3 separate regions of the Mus musculus genome follow, and all the other regions are linked to region 1. The links are chromatin contacts, called in public HiCAR-type and promoter capture Hi-C maps. All regions are on one chromosome and are shown on one strand. Each heading gives the region's core, a stretch centred on a gene start, on an enhancer-like site or on the middle of the called end of the contact. The rest is flanking DNA. Distances are from core to core; before and after follow the strand shown. Region 1 holds the start of Dtnb (dystrobrevin, beta). Region 2 holds the start of Dnmt3aos (DNA methyltransferase 3A, opposite strand). Region 3 holds the start of Efr3b (EFR3 homolog B).

Region 1 (3,265 bases), core at 20-2,519:
AAGAGGCAAAAAGAGAATCCGAGGACCAAAGGAAGTCCAGCGATCATCCCTAACTCTACAGAGACTGACACTCAAGCCCCTGCTTCCTCCATCCATTCTGCAGTGGGCATCCACTGTAGGGCTGCTGGGATCCAGGCCACATCCGGAGGACTGAACAGAAAACAGGCACGGAGCTTAATTCTAGCTGGGAAGGCAAGATTCTTCTTCCAGATTTCTTCTCCCCCTCCCCACCCCTCTTTTAAATGTCAGTAAGATCCTTCAAATCTCTTCTCAATAGTTCCCACCAGCTTTCCTCAACTATCTTACTTTCTCCACAAACCAAGCAACTTACGGCTCCAGTTTCCCAGGGCTGGGAAAATCCTAAAGGGACCTGAAGTGAACAGAACAGGAAACATGAAATAGAGCACTTTACATTTTGTGTGCATACTTTCACAGCCGAACTGTCAGCACTTCAACAGCAAAAGATGGCTGAGAGTGATAAAGTCGTGACCCAGGCGCTGACCGCGGTTCTCTCCTGCTCCGTAGCTAATCAATAAACGCTTGCAGAGAATGCTGGAAGGTCTCCCTGATTCCCTAAGGCCTGGCACAGAAATTTAACAGCAAGCATTCGTCAGCTGCATCCTCCCTCTTCTCCGGACACTGTGCCCAACAGGGGTGACCTGGGTGGACAGGTTCGTCTACCGGGAGCCTCGGGGGACACTGAGAGGTGATCTGGAATGAATTCCCTTCCCTCTGCCAGGGCCTGCCTACCTCACCTGCCCTCTGCCAGGACCTGCCGCCTTCGCCCCCTTCAGCACCTAACGCGGAGCCTCCTCCCCGCCAGCCGGGCTCAGGATGCATCAGCAGCGCGCGCAGCCCGGCTCTGCGCTCCGCGGGCCCCCGCGCGCGCGGGTGACCGGAGAGCCCTCCCCGGCCCGGCGTGCTGTCTCCCAAGGGTCGCCGCTCCAGGGCCGCGCACTCCGCCACCCCGCAGCCCTCCTTCTCGCTCCTCCAGCCCCGGCGGACTCCCCACCTGGCTCGCTTCCCGGCCGGAGCTGAGGGGCCGTCGCGTGGCTCTCCGGCGGCCGCAGCCTCCTCCAACCCGGCCCCCTCGGCTGAGGCGGCTGAAGCAGCAAGCAGCGACTGAGGCGGCGGCGCCCACTCAGGCCCCGGAGCCGCCCCCGCGGCGAACGGAACGGCGCCGGCTCGCGCCGCTTCCCCGCCCGGCACGCGCAGCGAGCCCGCCCCCGGCGCGAGGGCGCGAGGGCGCGAGGGCGAGGGCGGGTGCGCGCGGAGGGCGGGCGCGCGGAGGGGCGGGGCTTCCGCCGCGAGAGGGGGCGGGGAGGCGGCCGAGTGCCCTCCCGCGGGTTCGCGCGCCCCCTCCGGGCCTCTGCTGTGCGCCGGCCGCGGAGGTGGAGGTGGACTTGCCCTTCCACTCCACAGGTAGCTGCCGGGCGGCTGCGTGCTGCGCCGACGTGACTGCACCTTAAGGAATGCGAAGAAACACCCGGTGAATCATTGCCTCGAGCGCGGGTCCTCCCCCGAGTGACTTTCCACATTGCCTCAGCAGGCTCGCTGAGCCCTGACTCCGCGCCTGGTGCCCGATGGACACGATCCGGGTCACGGCCCCTGGTCCCCAAGAATGCATAACTTAGGGAGAAGAGCAGCCTTGCGAAGGACCGAGTCTGGTCCCCTGCGCAAAGCCAAGCCACAGCCGGATGCGGTGAGAGGATGAAGGAGAGACATTACTTTCCGCTTAGTTGTTCAGTAGTTCCTAAAAGTGGGACTATTTAGACATTAAACAGCTTGAGCAACGGAGCAGGGGCGACAAAGCTTCATTTATTTATCTAGCATCTATTTATTTATTTATTCATTACCAACTCTTTTTTTTTTTTTTTTGGTTTTGGTTTTTCGAGACAGGGTTTCTCTGTGTAGCCCTGACTGTCCTGGAACTCACTTTGTAGACCAGGCTGGCCTCGAACTCAGAAATCCGCCTGACTCTGCCTCCCTAGTGCTGGGATTAAAGGCGTGCGCCACTACCCCCCCCCCCCCCCCCCGCTTCATATCATTTTTTTAAAGGACTTTATTTTATGTGTATGAGTGTTTGGGCTGCAATGTGTGTGCACCCTGTGAGTGCCACCCCGAGGCCAGAAGAGTGTGAAATGACACCTGGATGCTGGGGAATCAAACCCAGGTCCTCTGATAACATAGCAAGTGCTCTTAACTACTTAGCTATCTCTCCAGCCCCTCATATTGCCATTTTTTATAGAAGCTTTTCCAAACTCTCTAGGGACATCAAAGTCTTCTTTTAATGGCTCAAAAGATAAATGTTTTCCCTCAACTTTAAGACAGCGGCATGATCCATTAGACTTTTGGTGCGTGTGGATGTGCACATGTTAAGGAAAGCAGCAGTAGGCCTGTGTGCTTTAGGGATGCTTTTTGAAGCCTTCTGGCACCTTATGGAAAGGCAGATCATGCCACCTGCTTCAATCAGACTGGCAGCCTGCCTCTAGGACACCCTTTTCCTCCTCTTCTCACAATCTATTTTTAAATTCCCATGGTGAAGGCAGTGCTGTGCTGATAACTTAGAGTAAGTGAGGTTTTTTGTGTGAGAGGGGATACATTACTTTTCACACATGAATTGTGTGACTGTTTTGCATGTTTGGAAGAGTCTCACTGGTTGCTAGGTGGTGGCTGCTGTAACCATGTAAGGATCCTCAGACTATGTCAAGAGACCTTTAGTTTCTTACCATGTGTTGAGCTCCTACTATGGGGAAGGCATTGATGGGTAAAAACCTTGACTCTGTTGCAAAGAGGTAGAGTATGAAACTGAAGCTACAGGAACCAGCACGGTGCCTCAGACACCTGGAGCATTCAGAACCTGGAGGCAGGAGCTGAAGCAGAGACCCTGGAGGAACCGTGCTTACTCCATAGCCAGCTCAGTCAGATTTCTTCTGTGACTCAGGACCATCTGCCCAAGGACATCACAACCCACAGTAGGCTCAACCCTCCTACATCAATCATTAATGAAAAACAAAACACTTTTTTTTCCTACGGACTTCCTGCATGTCAATCTGAAGGAAACATTACTCAATTGAGTAATGTTTCTTCCCAAATGATTGTAATTTGTATCTAGTTGACAAAAAAAATTTAAAAAAATAGCCAGCACACCATACCTTGTCATCATATATTGCATACATGTATTGAAATATGCATGGTCATTTATAAATATGTACAGTTATTCCATTAATTAAAGATTTTGAAAATGTTTTAAGAAGATATAAAT
Region 2 (3,283 bases), core at 612-3,111, 290 kb before region 1:
CTTGCCCAGACTCTTTTTTTCTGTTATAAAAGTAAAGGGCTGCTGGGCGGTGGTGGCGCACACCTTTAACCCCAGCACTTGAGAGGCAGAAGCAGGTGGATCCCTGAGTTCAAGGCCAGCCTGGTCTACAGAGTGAGTTCCAGGACAGCCAGGGCTACACAGAGAAACCCTGTCTCGAAAAACAAACAAACAAACAAACAAACAAACAAACAAAAGTAATGGGCCAGGTGTGGTGGTGCAGAGGCAGAGGCAGGCAAATCAATCTCTTTGAGTGCTAGGTCAGTCAGGACAACACACTAAGAATCTACCAACAAAAATATATAAATCTTAATTAGTAATAATAATAAAAAAACCAGACATACAGGGCTGGAGAGATGGCTCAGTGGTTAAGAGCACTGGCTGTTCCTCCAGAGGTCCCCAGTTCAATTCCTAGCAAATACATGGCAGCTCACAACCATCTATAGTGGAATTTGATGCCCTCTTCTGTTTCTGATGTACTCTTGTTATGCACACACACATGCAAATACAGTGCTCATATACATACATAAGTCTTTTAAAATAATCAGACATATGTAATTTATTTTTGTGTGACAGAGTCACAGTTAGCCCAGGTTACCCTCAAACTTACTATGTAGCTAAGGATCACCTTAAACTCTGCCTCTGCCACCTGCATGCTGGGATTACTGGCATGTACCAACACACCCAGTTTATGTGGGGTGGGGAATTATATCAGGGCCACTAAGCCAAGTCCCCAGCCCCATAAAATTTGAATTGTGCAAACCAAAGCTAAGCTGGCACAATGGCTCAGCAGGTAAGGGTACTTGCTTCCAAGCTGAGGACCTGAGTCTGATAACCAGGACCCACATATTGGAAGGAGAGAACCAGTTGCAAGTTATCCTCTGATCGTCTCTATGAAAGTGTCTGTCTGTCTATTGGTCTCCCCCCAAGTTATTTTCTCCCTGAAAATCATTAGTAGCTTGATAACATCCTTTTCAGCCCCCACCCTCATCCCCAATAGGGTCCCAGCATGTGGCTCTGGCTCACCTGGAACTCAAGGAGATCCGTTTGCCTTTGCCTCCTGAGTGCTAGAGTTAAAGGTGTGGGGGCCATACTCCATCTTTTTTAGATGTTTCGTTCCATCTCAGGCTAAAGAAATGGCTCCTGGTTAATGGCTCTCAGAGAGGACCTAGGTTCAATTCCTAGCAACCCCATGGTGGCTTACAACTAGAACTCCAGTTCCAAGGGGTCCAGTGCTCTCTTCTGACATCCACCAGGCATGCACATGGTGATATATATACATGCTGGCAAAACATTCATATACATAATTAAAAAATAAACAAAATAAAACAAGGCTTCATGTAATCTAGGCTGGTTTCAATCAAACTGTGTATCTGAGGTTGGCCTTGACTCTTGATCCTCCTGCTCTGTGTGGCAAGGGCTGGGATGGCAGGCATGTGCCAAAGGGCTAGGTTTCCTTTTTAGACTTTTCACAATCACATGTAAGCTACGAGTTCATCCACACATTCACACACACGAGATTCAAGATCATGTTTTATTATGCTACCCAGAAGGTTCTAGAACTCGCTTCTCCCCTGACAAATGCAATGGCGTCTCTCCACATTCGTGCATATGGCTCTCCCTCCTACTCAGTGGATGCTCTATGACTCACACCCACTGTGGGTTCTGGGGCTGAGCTGCTGTAGAGTCCTATGACCTCCAGTTCCCTATAGCTAAGTCTATCTGTAGGGCAGTCCCAGGGGTCCAAGTATAGAGAGAAATGCCAAGCTCGCCTCAGAAAGGCTGCAGCATCAGCACATGGCCTGAGAGGTTTGAGCTGCTGGCCCCTCCCCTCACAGCCTCCATTTCATGTCTGGGATGGAAGTGTGAGCTCACTGCTCTCTGGAGAGGACCCCTGAGAAGTGGCAAACCCAGAGTCTGACTGCCACCTCCTGAGGGACCAGCAGTTGGACTGTTGATCCACCAGTCTATGCTTCGGGCTCTTCACCTGGGAAAGAGAACATGCTGAGGAGATGCATTGCTGTCTGCCCCAGCAGCTGGGGGTTCCGGAGGCTGCAGCACAAGGAGGAAGTGCCAGGTGGGAGAGAGAAAGCCTCCACAGGCAAGCCAGGCTGCTGGGCAGCTGCATCAGAAGAGAGGAGCAAACAGATGACCACCTACTTCCTTTATTCCCCAGCTCCCACACCATGTGTCTGACCCACCTCAGCATGGAAACTTCCTCTGTCAGTCTGTCACTCTGTCACTCTGCAAGGTTAAGGTGAGTCACGCATGAGAGAAGGCCATGCCTCGTTGCCCTGGTGGACACTTTCCAGGGACCAGTGGTACCAGATACTGCAAAGCCAACCTGTACTGCAGGGAGGTGGGCAGGTTGCACTTGGACAGAAGCAATCTCTCTTAGATGCTCTCTCTCTCTTCACTGTAGGCTTCCCCTGCAGAGCGGCCCGAGATCATCCTAGAGGCTTCCTTCTTACATGAGGATCATACAGCCTCCGTACCCAAGGACTCACTTCCTGTTGGTACCAACTCCGTAGCCTTGGGAGCCGGGAGTGCTATCTCTCTGCCTGGCCTCAGTCTTTCAAGCACACTGCGTAGGTGCTTCCCCACCAGCCCTGCCAGAAGGAACCCCTCTGCAGTAGCATCAGACACACCCAGAGGTGGGAGCCAGTACACAGGTGGATGAAGAGATGGGAATCTAGCACACAGCTGAGCTGTAAGCCTAGGATCAGCTCGATGGCTGAAAGGCCCACCCCTTCCCATTGGCCCACCCCATCCCTCACCCCTCCCCATTTTGGTGCTGGGAATCAAACCCAGAGCCTTTCTTCTGTGTATTATGTAACTGCTACAGTGAGCTAGATTCCAGCCCCACCACCATCAGGCCCTCTTCCTAATGGCCCCTATCCTCTCCTGCTTGACTTTGGTTCCTACTTTGTTTTGTTTTTTGAGATTGAGACTCACCTAATCCAAGCTAGCCTCGTGCAGCCCAGGATAGCCTCATGCAGCCAAGGCTACTCTTAAATTCCTGATCCTTACCTCCCCACCACTTGGCTTCTTGAGTGCTGGAATTACAAGTGTGCTCTACCACACTCGGTTTATACAATGCTGGGGTGGAACCCTGGGCTTCATTTGTGCTGGGCAAGCACTCTACACAGTGGACCACTCCATTTCCTTTGAGTCATCACTGACCTGAGGTTCAAGTGAACTCATGACTCCTACACCATAGCTGACCCCTTGCCCTCTAGACCCTGGACTAAGCATGGCCTCTCTC
Region 3 (3,143 bases), core at 208-2,707, 470 kb before region 1:
TCTGGTCAACAAGCATGAGGGAGAGAGAGAGAGAAAGAGAGAGAGAGAGAGAGAGAGAGAAAGAGAGAGAGAGAGAGAGAGAGCGCTGGACTAGTGTGGGCTTTTGAAACTTCGAAGGCCATCTCCATTGACCATTGACACACACACCCCCAACAAGAACACACTTCCTAATCCTCCCCCAAACAGTTCTACCAATGAGGGACCAGCATTCAAATATAAGAGCCTACAGGGACTCTTCATATTCCACTACAATCCGTTCAAACCAGGACAACTTCCCCCAGTGATGGACTGTAAAGTTTAATATGACATAAACCCTTTCTTAACCAAGTGTTTTTTTGGTCATTCTGTTTATCAAGGCAACAGGAAGCATCAGATTAGGAGAGGTGCAGGTGGGTTGGTGGATGTGTCTGGGGAAATGAAGCCAAAGAAAAATAGAAAATGCTGGTTTGGGGTGCAGTGAGCACTGTCTTGAGCACCGTCTCCAAATCCAAGGACTGGATCTCTCTGGTTTGATCTTTGCTTTGGGGGAGAAAAAAAGAAAAAGAAAACAATATGTGGTGCCCACTATGTACTGTAGGTTCATGAAATTTCTCAACACGAAGCAAGGCTCAAAGAGGCGCCGACAGAGAAACCCTGTCTCAAAAAACAAGACGAAACAAAACAAAACAAACAAACAAACAAACAAACAAAACGAAGGTCATTGCATTCAGGCCCTTCTCTAATTTTTACGGTCGGGAAGAAAACAGAAAGCCTCCAGCAAGAGGCAAGAGGAGAAATTAAGAAATAGAAATAGAAAAGCCAGAGAAACAGAAGGCAGAGATATCCAGGGCTGGGGCGTTGGCCTGGGGTTTAAGTCCCTTTGTGGAGGGGATGCTGGCTGCAAAGCTTGCAGATTACACAAATCTGGAGAGGAAAAACCAAGCGGACTTCCTGCAGCCTTGGAGGTTGGGAGTGTGCTGTATTTCCTGAATACCTGACCCAGGTAGCAAACAGAGTTTGGGGCCCGCAGAAAGAATAGGGTTATGCCTCAATTTCTGCTCCTTAGGTTCCCTAAGCCGGTTCGTTTGAGCAGACTGAATAGAGCACACCTGCAGCTTCCAGCGCCCGGCTGACCTGGTGTGGGGTGTGTGTGTGTGTGTGTGTGTGTGTGTGTGTGTGTGTGTGTGTGTGTGTGTGTGTGTGTGTCATCAGTTTGAAGGACACGTCAGCGACCCGCGTAAGAGCTGAGCCAGGAGCTGGAATTCGGATGGATGATCTACTGAGTGAACGAAGAACCTGGGCTTCCTGGGGCGTCAGGTAGGTAAAAAGGCTCGCCCCATACTGAGGAAAGGAGAGGGTCCGGGATGGAGGCGGGGCTCTTGAGGCAGCCCGCCAGTGGCCAAGGGGGCGGGGCGTGGCAGAACACAGCTCCGCCCCCTGCGCGCCGCCTAGCTTGCGGACCAGAGCAGGAGGCGGCAGCCAACCTCGTCGCTGAATGGGCGGGTGGCGTCCCGCTCTGTCCCGCCCGCCGCCGGCCCCCCATCGGCTGCTCCCGCCGCGCCCCGGTCTCCGCCCGCAGCCGCCTGAGCCCGCCGGGCTGTGAATGAAAGGCAGGAGCGGCCAGGACTAGCAGCCAGCGACGCGGCTACGCCGGCCTCCCCAGAGGCGCGCTCCCCGCGGAGATGTACGGTAAGGAGGGCTTGGCGCCCCGGCTCGGGCCCGCAAACTTCCAGACACGGACCTTTGTCCCCCGGAGTGGCCCCCGTCGCAAAAGCGAGAATGCCGACTTGGTGCCAGGCTAGGCTGGTTCAGTCGCCTGTGCGTACGTCTGTGCCGAGAGGACAAAGATGCCTTAGGCCGGGGGACTCTCTGGTCCCCTGAGATCCCTCGGGCAGGCGTGTGCAGGCGCTAGGGGCGGTGGTCCGTCGCCAGGTAGGGACTCTGATGGCTGAGAGGCACCCGGCTTTGGAAAAAGCGAGTATCTTCGGAGCTGAGCCGACAGTGTTGGTGGAGGTGATCGGGTGACAGTATTTGCAGAATTAACAAAGAGGCTTGTGCTTGGGAGTTTGATGCGCGAAAGTGGTCCAGGGTAGGGGAGAGCTGCTCACTGCCAGTCTGCTGCCAGGCTCCTTGGATGTGGGAGGCGGCGCCGGCAGTGCAGGAGCTGGCGAGCGAGCCGGCGCTGGAGGTTCATCTCTCTGAGCTGGGTGGACTTGGCCTCTACCTAACACTGCTGCTAATGGTATTCAGGCTTCCCAACTTCCAGATTGGCCCTATGGAGGGCTGATGGGGAGAGATGCTGCTTCGAGGGTTTCTCCCAATTACGCAGCCACCGCCCCCACGAATGTGTGGCAGCTCCAAGACCCTCACGGTTCAAGGCTCTGCTTGCTCATTTGTCAAGAATTTCTCGGGTTCTACAGGCAGCGTGGATGAGGAAAGCGCTCCTGGGGTCCCACTTTGCAGATCATAAGAGTGGACTAGTCTAGGAATCGGCTCTCTACCAAGGGTACATGTGTGCGTGTATTCCTGTGGACACAGTTTACTAGAGCCCAGGTCTCTGGTAGTTATTCTGAGGCCAGCAGAAGAATTGGAGCCCTGTTCTCCGTCTCCTACTGCAGGGTAGGGGCTCGGGCTGCACCTGAGGAGTGAGTGATCTAGAAGTGCATGTTCCCAATTTAACCCATTTCTAAGGCTGCTGGCTGCCTCTGCGAACAGACCATGAGTCACAAAGTTTGTTAGCACAGAGAGCATGCTGAAAAGAGTCAGCAGTTGGTGAGCCCCCTATTTAGAAGACAAAGACTTAACTTTTTGCCTTGCATCTCCTTCCCAGGTCAGTTGGTTACACAGCCACACTATGATTCTTATAGAGGTGTCAGCAGGTCCTCTCAGCTAGCATTAATTCTCTTGGGTGGAGCAAATGGGGGGAGGGGAGATGTCCTCAGCGGCTGGACCCATAACCAGTGGGGACTCTGAAAGGTGACTGGACTTGGGCTTTGCCTGTTGGGAGGTAGAAAGAGCCATAGACCTCTTTTATTCTGTCTGTGCCCCCCCCCCCACCCCCTTTCTGCAGAGGGAGCAGGCTGAAGCTGCAGATCATTTGACAGAAGCATGTGACTGCAGGGGCACCTGCAGCCGGGAAGGAGTTAGGACAGGCCCATCAGTAT

The links. HiCAR-type assays count read pairs that join an accessible place to other places. Capture Hi-C pulls out chosen DNA fragments and counts their contacts.
Region 2: a promoter capture Hi-C map of liver shows a contact between it and region 1. The contact joins the promoter of Dnmt3aos here to the promoter of Dtnb in region 1. A contact is called at or near these places in 1 of 39 promoter capture datasets (pre-B cells), 2 of 484 Hi-C or Micro-C datasets (B cells and CD8 T cells), 5 of 115 datasets of contacts at active chromatin or transcription factors (bone marrow-derived dendritic cells, effector CD8 T cells, embryonic stem cells and 2 more) and 3 of 9 other capture datasets (adipose tissue, liver and pancreatic islet).
Region 3: a HiCAR-type map of astrocytes shows a contact between it and region 1, with 2.8 times the contacts expected there. The contact joins the promoter of Efr3b here to the promoter of Dtnb in region 1. A contact is called at or near these places in 1 of 39 promoter capture datasets (pre-B cells) and 2 of 115 datasets of contacts at active chromatin or transcription factors (astrocytes and large pre-B cells).

The regions. Positions count from the first base shown.
Region 1 is chr12:3,570,395-3,573,659 of GRCm38.p6, reverse strand. Dtnb (dystrobrevin, beta) reads right to left here and starts at 1,269. Exons shown (of 18, transcript NM_001162465.2): 1 at 1,013-1,269.
Region 2 is chr12:3,860,822-3,864,104 of GRCm38.p6, reverse strand. Dnmt3aos (DNA methyltransferase 3A, opposite strand) reads left to right here and starts at 1,861. Exons shown (of 4, transcript NR_045884.1): 1 at 1,861-2,095; 2 at 2,195-2,275; 3 at 2,441-2,606. All of the region lies in intron 3 of Dnmt3a (DNA methyltransferase 3A), which reads right to left.
Region 3 is chr12:4,037,229-4,040,371 of GRCm38.p6, reverse strand. It overlaps Efr3b (EFR3 homolog B), which reads left to right and starts at 1,457. Exons shown (of 23, transcript NM_001082483.1): 1 at 1,457-1,668. The coding sequence starts at 1,662.